Linked DNA regions of Zea mays: region 1 is linked to region 2. Evidence: chromatin contacts called from public Hi-C data. All regions are on one chromosome and are shown on one strand. The core of a region is the stretch at or near the end of the contact, and the rest is flanking DNA. Distances in the headings are between cores, read along the strand shown.

Region 1 (2,764 bases), core at 112-2,611, 660 kb before region 2:
ATGTAGCACCTAACCCTTGCATGTGTCAAGCATTCCCACAAATCCTCCACTACATGAACATGTCCGCACTACCTAGGTGCACATTACCCTACCAACCAGCCCTTTGCAGGAGGGTACCTGCTACTCCCACCATCTCCCACGCCCAGTGCGTGATTGTCTTTTCACGTATGAAATAGTTTGTTTCAGGCTTACATGAACATGTGGCTAGTTGCAAAGTCTCAAACACAACATGCCAATCAATGGAACGGTCCTTAATCCACTCAGATGGAGACACTACACCTAGACTCCATTCCGGTGCAAGTCCACCGCCCGGTCTCAAGTTTTAAACATTCTTTATTTTAAAAACTAGGTACCAGATAGAGGTACCATGCTTGGATGATTAATTCATCAAGGCCTTAGATGCCTTCATCATTCCAAGCCCTTTTTTTACAAAAAACATTATCTAGAGATCAAAATCATTTTCAAGTCCTACTAGATAAGTAGGGCTAATCATGACTAGCTTTTATAAAACAGGTGACAAGGTATGGTAATCAATCTTTCAAGGATGGTAATGCATCAAGTGTTTAATCAATCATCATATCACCTAATGCATCATATAAGGTGATAATTTTTTGTAAATACAAGTGACGAATGCACCGGGGCTTGCCTTTCACAGGAGGAGATTCAAGATTTTCTACCACGATAACCAGTTAGAAAGAACCCAGCCACTGGACAAACAAGCACTGGAGCCAACTTCTCTTCAAAAACCACTTCTTCTTGGTGCTCTACATGACATGTTATGATCATGAATGCTTGTGCTATATCATGAAAATGCAACTTGCAAAGAAGATAACCAAAAGCACTACTAAACTACACCTACAAGCTAGAAATAGCAATGGACTAGAGCACACTTAAACTACACCCAAAGACCAGATACACTTGATAAACTAGCCTCTTCTACAAAAGACTAATCTATACTTAAATTAAGGAATAAACTTTTCTATTTTAGAAAACACTAGGTTCTCTGAGAAAAAAGACCTCCAAAAAGGCTCAGATTTTAACTAGAGGTTAAAAGGAACATATTAAGTTTATCCAGGAATTTCCATAATTTTTGGAGCTCAAAATTTATTGTTAACTTTCAAATATGCTTAAAAGTGGCACTTTTAAATAATTCAGAATTTACTTATTGCTACAAAAATTCTAAAATTATTTTTACCATGAACTTATAAAAAATATTTTTCGCGAATTTTCTATTTTTCTACGATTTTAGACAGAATTTACAAGCTGTCAACTAAAAGAGAAAGGCAAAATAGTCAACAGTGACTGGGCCAAAAACCGCTGGCACGGTCCGTGCACCAGACAAAGCTAGCCCGTGGCCCATGCCCAGCTTGCGCACTTTTCGCAAAGGACCTTGCCGCCAAGAACAAATGAATAAAATCCCTAGCCACTGTTGGCTTGTTTCTCTAAGAAGAGCATCTAATACCCTCAGTTCTTACTCTTTTTCTTTTACAACGACTCGTCCCCGATTCCCGTCGGCAACTCTGGCGAACAGAGAACCAAGAACGCGGCGGCGCAGACTTCAGGCACTCCCAAACCACCACTAAAACGTGTCCTTGGCTGGCGTGAATTGGTCACAAGGTTTCAACACGATCACCAAGCACAATCCTTCTCTGGCCACGATAACGATGGAGCTCTCGGCTCGGCAAGCCCGTTCCCAGGGTAGCAACACGGTAGAACTCGAACTAAGGACGCGAGGAGTACCAGTGACCTACCTAGACCACGGTTCACGGCACCGCTCTGCGACGTCGCAACCACGTTCTAGAGAACTCACAGCAGTAGAGTTAGAACGGCCAGCTCGGTAAGCTTCACCATCGATAATAGATGCTAGAACACTAAAAACGTGAAACAACATCACACTAGCCTGACCACGGTGAGGATGAAACGTCAACGCGTGATCACCAGACACAGAGAAAACGCCACGCGAAGAATGGGAGCAGATCAACCAGTGTGACTGGGGGGGGTTTAACACCGACATGAACACAAGAACTACAACACTCACACGATGAACTTTGGCTAGAACTCAAGGACAAGGAAAAGGTTCTACTGAACCAAGTCTCGAAGCAAACATGATAAGAAGGCAGGGGCAGGCGTCACTGAGCTCATCCAGTCCACGGTGGAAAAGACTCCAAGGACGCCAGCACTGCATAAGCTCACACACGTGGCTTCCAAACACCAACACCATGCATGATCACATGCATAGCAAGGCACTGAACTTTGTTCAGTAACACAGACAGGGAAATGAGCAGATAAGACCTCCACTGTGGATAAGCACTAATAGGTTCAAAACTTGATATTTTCTGCAGGGGGGTGAGGCCTCTAGAACCTTAGTTACCCACCCCAACCTTTTCTCAACTCAAGAACACAAGTGAAACCAGCAGGAAGGGGAAGATCTTCAGAACCTAACCCAAACACTGAATCAACTGCATCAGCCATCACTACCACATCGCACACTTCCCTGTTCAGTCCCTTTGATCTCACAATTTCACAAGGCAACAGACCAATCTTCCTTAACAAAAGTTATTCCCTAAACATAGCTCTACCAATTTTTTATAGCACCTCAAAGTTTAAAACACTCAGAACAAGAGTTATTGTGCAGCAAAGTAGAGTGAAAACACTAAAGAGTTCAGGTTCAGATACTGAAACAGCACTAACACCTCACCTGACAGATAGGATTGCATCACCCTCTTCTCCGAATTTTACACAGCAGACAGACCAACCCTTCTCA
Region 2 (2,872 bases), core at 118-2,617:
ATAGTCTCGACCGCGCCGCCCCCTTTTATAGACAGGACGCGACGCTTCGGGAAGCCCTTAGTCCAACAGTAACACATCCATCAACTGTCACATTTCAAAAAAAACCCGCGGGACCACTTCGAGCGAGGGCAGCGTCTCCACCATCTAGCGACATCTTCGGCACCAGATGACTTCGTCGAACTGGCTCCTCGGAGGGCAAATGTTGGGGCGTAGGCGAACACGCTACCCTTCGCTCCATGCCTTCGTGACGAAGACCACATCCACAGAGCGCGCCCGAGCAAGCTGGAGGCGTCGATCGGAGGAAGATCGACGCGGTCCCCTTTCGTCCTCTACAAGGCAAGACAAAGGCTCTATCGAAGTCTACTAGTCCCACGCCCTCACCGTGCGGGGAGGCCCAGGTGGGATTTGGCCCACTGTAACGGGCCCCGCGTGGATAAGTGTATTATGGGCCGCGTCTATAATAGCCTTTCCTGTAATGACAGTATGTAACCTCCTCCTGTGGGAATATTCTAGGGACAGACAGGGTACTCGAGGGCATAAACGTCTTTGACAATTGACGGGTGGCCGCTCGAGTACCTATAAATACCCCCGTATAGTGCCCGTGAGAGGCCAGACCAACATAGCTTTTGCCATCCCGCATTAAACTTTGCTTGCGCTCGTTCCACTCCCCCGTTGGATCAACTTGCCCAGGAGAGCAAGTTCCAACACTCGCCCCTACTCTCTCTCACTCTCCTCGCTGTTTGAGCCACCGCCGCCGTCGCTGGAGTTCGCCACACCGTCGCCGGAGCCCGTGGAGCTCGCCGGAGCTACGCACCCGTCGTACCGGAGCTACGCATCCGTCGTACCGGAGCTACTCTTGTGGTTTTTATTATGTCAATATTGGAACGGTGAGAGGCTCCAACTTGTGGAGATTCCTCACAAAAGGGAAACATCTACTAAGGAAGAAAACCGTGGTATTCAAGTGGATCATTGGATCGCTTGAAACGGATCGAGTGCAACCCTCGTCCATTGGGACGCCACAACGTGAAAGTAGGCAAGTGTCCTACTTGGCCGAACCACATGATAAAAATCGCTGTGTCACCTGTTATTATTCTTGTGTGATTCTCTCTACTTCTATTCACTTGATAATTTCTCTAAATTTAATACTCACTTTGTGAAGAGCAATTAAGTAAAGAAGTCACATCTTTCTCTTTAGACATAGCACATTGATTTTGATTTCACTAACATTTCATAAACCAAGTTTGTGTTATTTAGTTTTAATTTTTATAGGTATTCACCCCTTTAGGTGCTCTCATAAATACTATTCTATGGTTTTGCAATAGAACTGTAAAAATACGTGGCTACCAATACTCGAACAGGGCCTAATGTGTAGGCATGGCACTAGGTTGGATTTGGGCCTAAACAGGCTTTGGTGGGACATCCACATCCTTGTCCGCGGCGAAACAAAATTTCCCACAGCGAGCGAGGTTCCCCTCCCGACTCGGTGATGGCGGCGCCGGCGGCGGACGAGGCATGGTGCCGGAAGACGGTGCCACGGGTGATGGAACTGGTGTGTCGGCGCCTTCCGCAGCGGGACGCATGCGCGCTGCTTGCTGTCAGTCCCTGGTGCTACCGTGCCCTCGTTGCTAACTCCAGGCTCTGGGAGGTGCGCATCGCTTGACAATCCCTAACTTCCGGTTCTGCTTCTGTTACCAGTTTTAGCTGGTTTAATTGGAATCGTTGCTGTCGATGTTTAAGCCCTCACTCACCTTAGCTTTGGCCGAAGATTATTTTTTTTAACACGAGGCCAACCTCTATTCCATTAACGGCTCATTTGGATCCTTGGAATTGAATTCCATTCTAATAACATCCCGTTTGGATCTTTAGAATCGAATTCCATTCTAATAATAATAATTTAGGCACATATCAATTAAGCTAATTTGGTTTTATACTAAATATATTTATATACTATTATTAGCAAGATGTCGGATATATTTATGTGCTATATTTTTACTATAAAGGAGTGAGTCAATAAAGGAGTAAGTCAAAGAGTGTCCTATAAGTTGTAGAGTAGAAACAAATTCTACTGAGACATAAAATCATTTCGCATCTTCCACCCATGAATTTGAGATAGGCTTATATCTGAACTTTAGAAAGTGGTGGGATATTAAATTTCAAGCTAAAAAGGTTACTTTATTAAGTAAATTCCAATTCCTCTAAAATGAATAAATCCAAACGCCCCGTAATAGTAATTTAGGCAAAGTTCAATTAAAATAATATGGTTTACTTTTATGTGAAATATATTAGCAATATAAGGGAGATGTTTACGTGCTACATTTCTACTGTATAGGAGTGAGCATAAGAGCGTTTTATAAGTTATAGAGTAGAAACATATTTCGTTGATGCATAAAATCATTTCCCATATTTTACCCCATTAATTTAAGATAAGTTTATATCTTAGCTTTGAAAAGTGGTGGAAAGTCAAATTCTAAGCGATTACTTTATTAAGTAAATTTTAATTCCTTCAAAATGAATAAATCCAAACGGCCCGTAACAGAAAACGGAAATTCAGAAATATTCAGGTTTAGAGACAGAAAACAGAAGCAAGCCATACAGAGTGTCCCTGAGCAGCTAGAGATCTGCCTCAGACAACTAGCTACACAAGAAAAAAGCCTGCAACAAGTGAGAGAAGTTTGATATGCTTAACCGACTGCTACACCTGAGCAACAAAGCACCCAAAAGGCCAAAAGTGTGTTCTGTTACAAGAAGAGCAAGATAAGAGAAAGCATCAGCCACACTAGCGATTCCCAAAGAGAGAGATCTTGATGAAGTTCCGAACCGCCAGTCACTATTCTTCATCCCTTTCAGCAACATCCTCCAACTGCATTACGTG

Evidence for each region. Hi-C and Micro-C count contacts between places; a contact is called where the count stands out from the background.
Region 1: a contact with region 2 is called in a Hi-C map of leaf, with 2.7 times the contacts expected there. The contact joins the enhancer-like site here to the promoter of LOC103626911 in region 2. A contact is called at or near these places in 2 of 25 Hi-C or Micro-C datasets (ear and leaf).

The regions. Positions count from the first base shown.
Region 1 is chr5:135,769,923-135,772,686 of Zm-B73-REFERENCE-NAM-5.0, reverse strand. No RefSeq gene overlaps it. Among protein-coding and RNA genes, the nearest start is that of LOC103626915, 110 kb to the left of the region's middle. Within about 2 kb of position 1,361, at least 4 of the 20 cell types and tissues checked have an H3K27ac peak or open chromatin away from gene starts, as enhancers often do. A contact at or near this core is called in leaf, where this site is marked.
Region 2 is chr5:135,110,544-135,113,415 of Zm-B73-REFERENCE-NAM-5.0, reverse strand. It overlaps LOC103626911 (F-box protein At3g58530-like), which reads left to right and starts at 1,367. Exons shown (of 12, transcript NM_001301565.1): 1 at 1,367-1,645. The coding sequence starts at 1,487.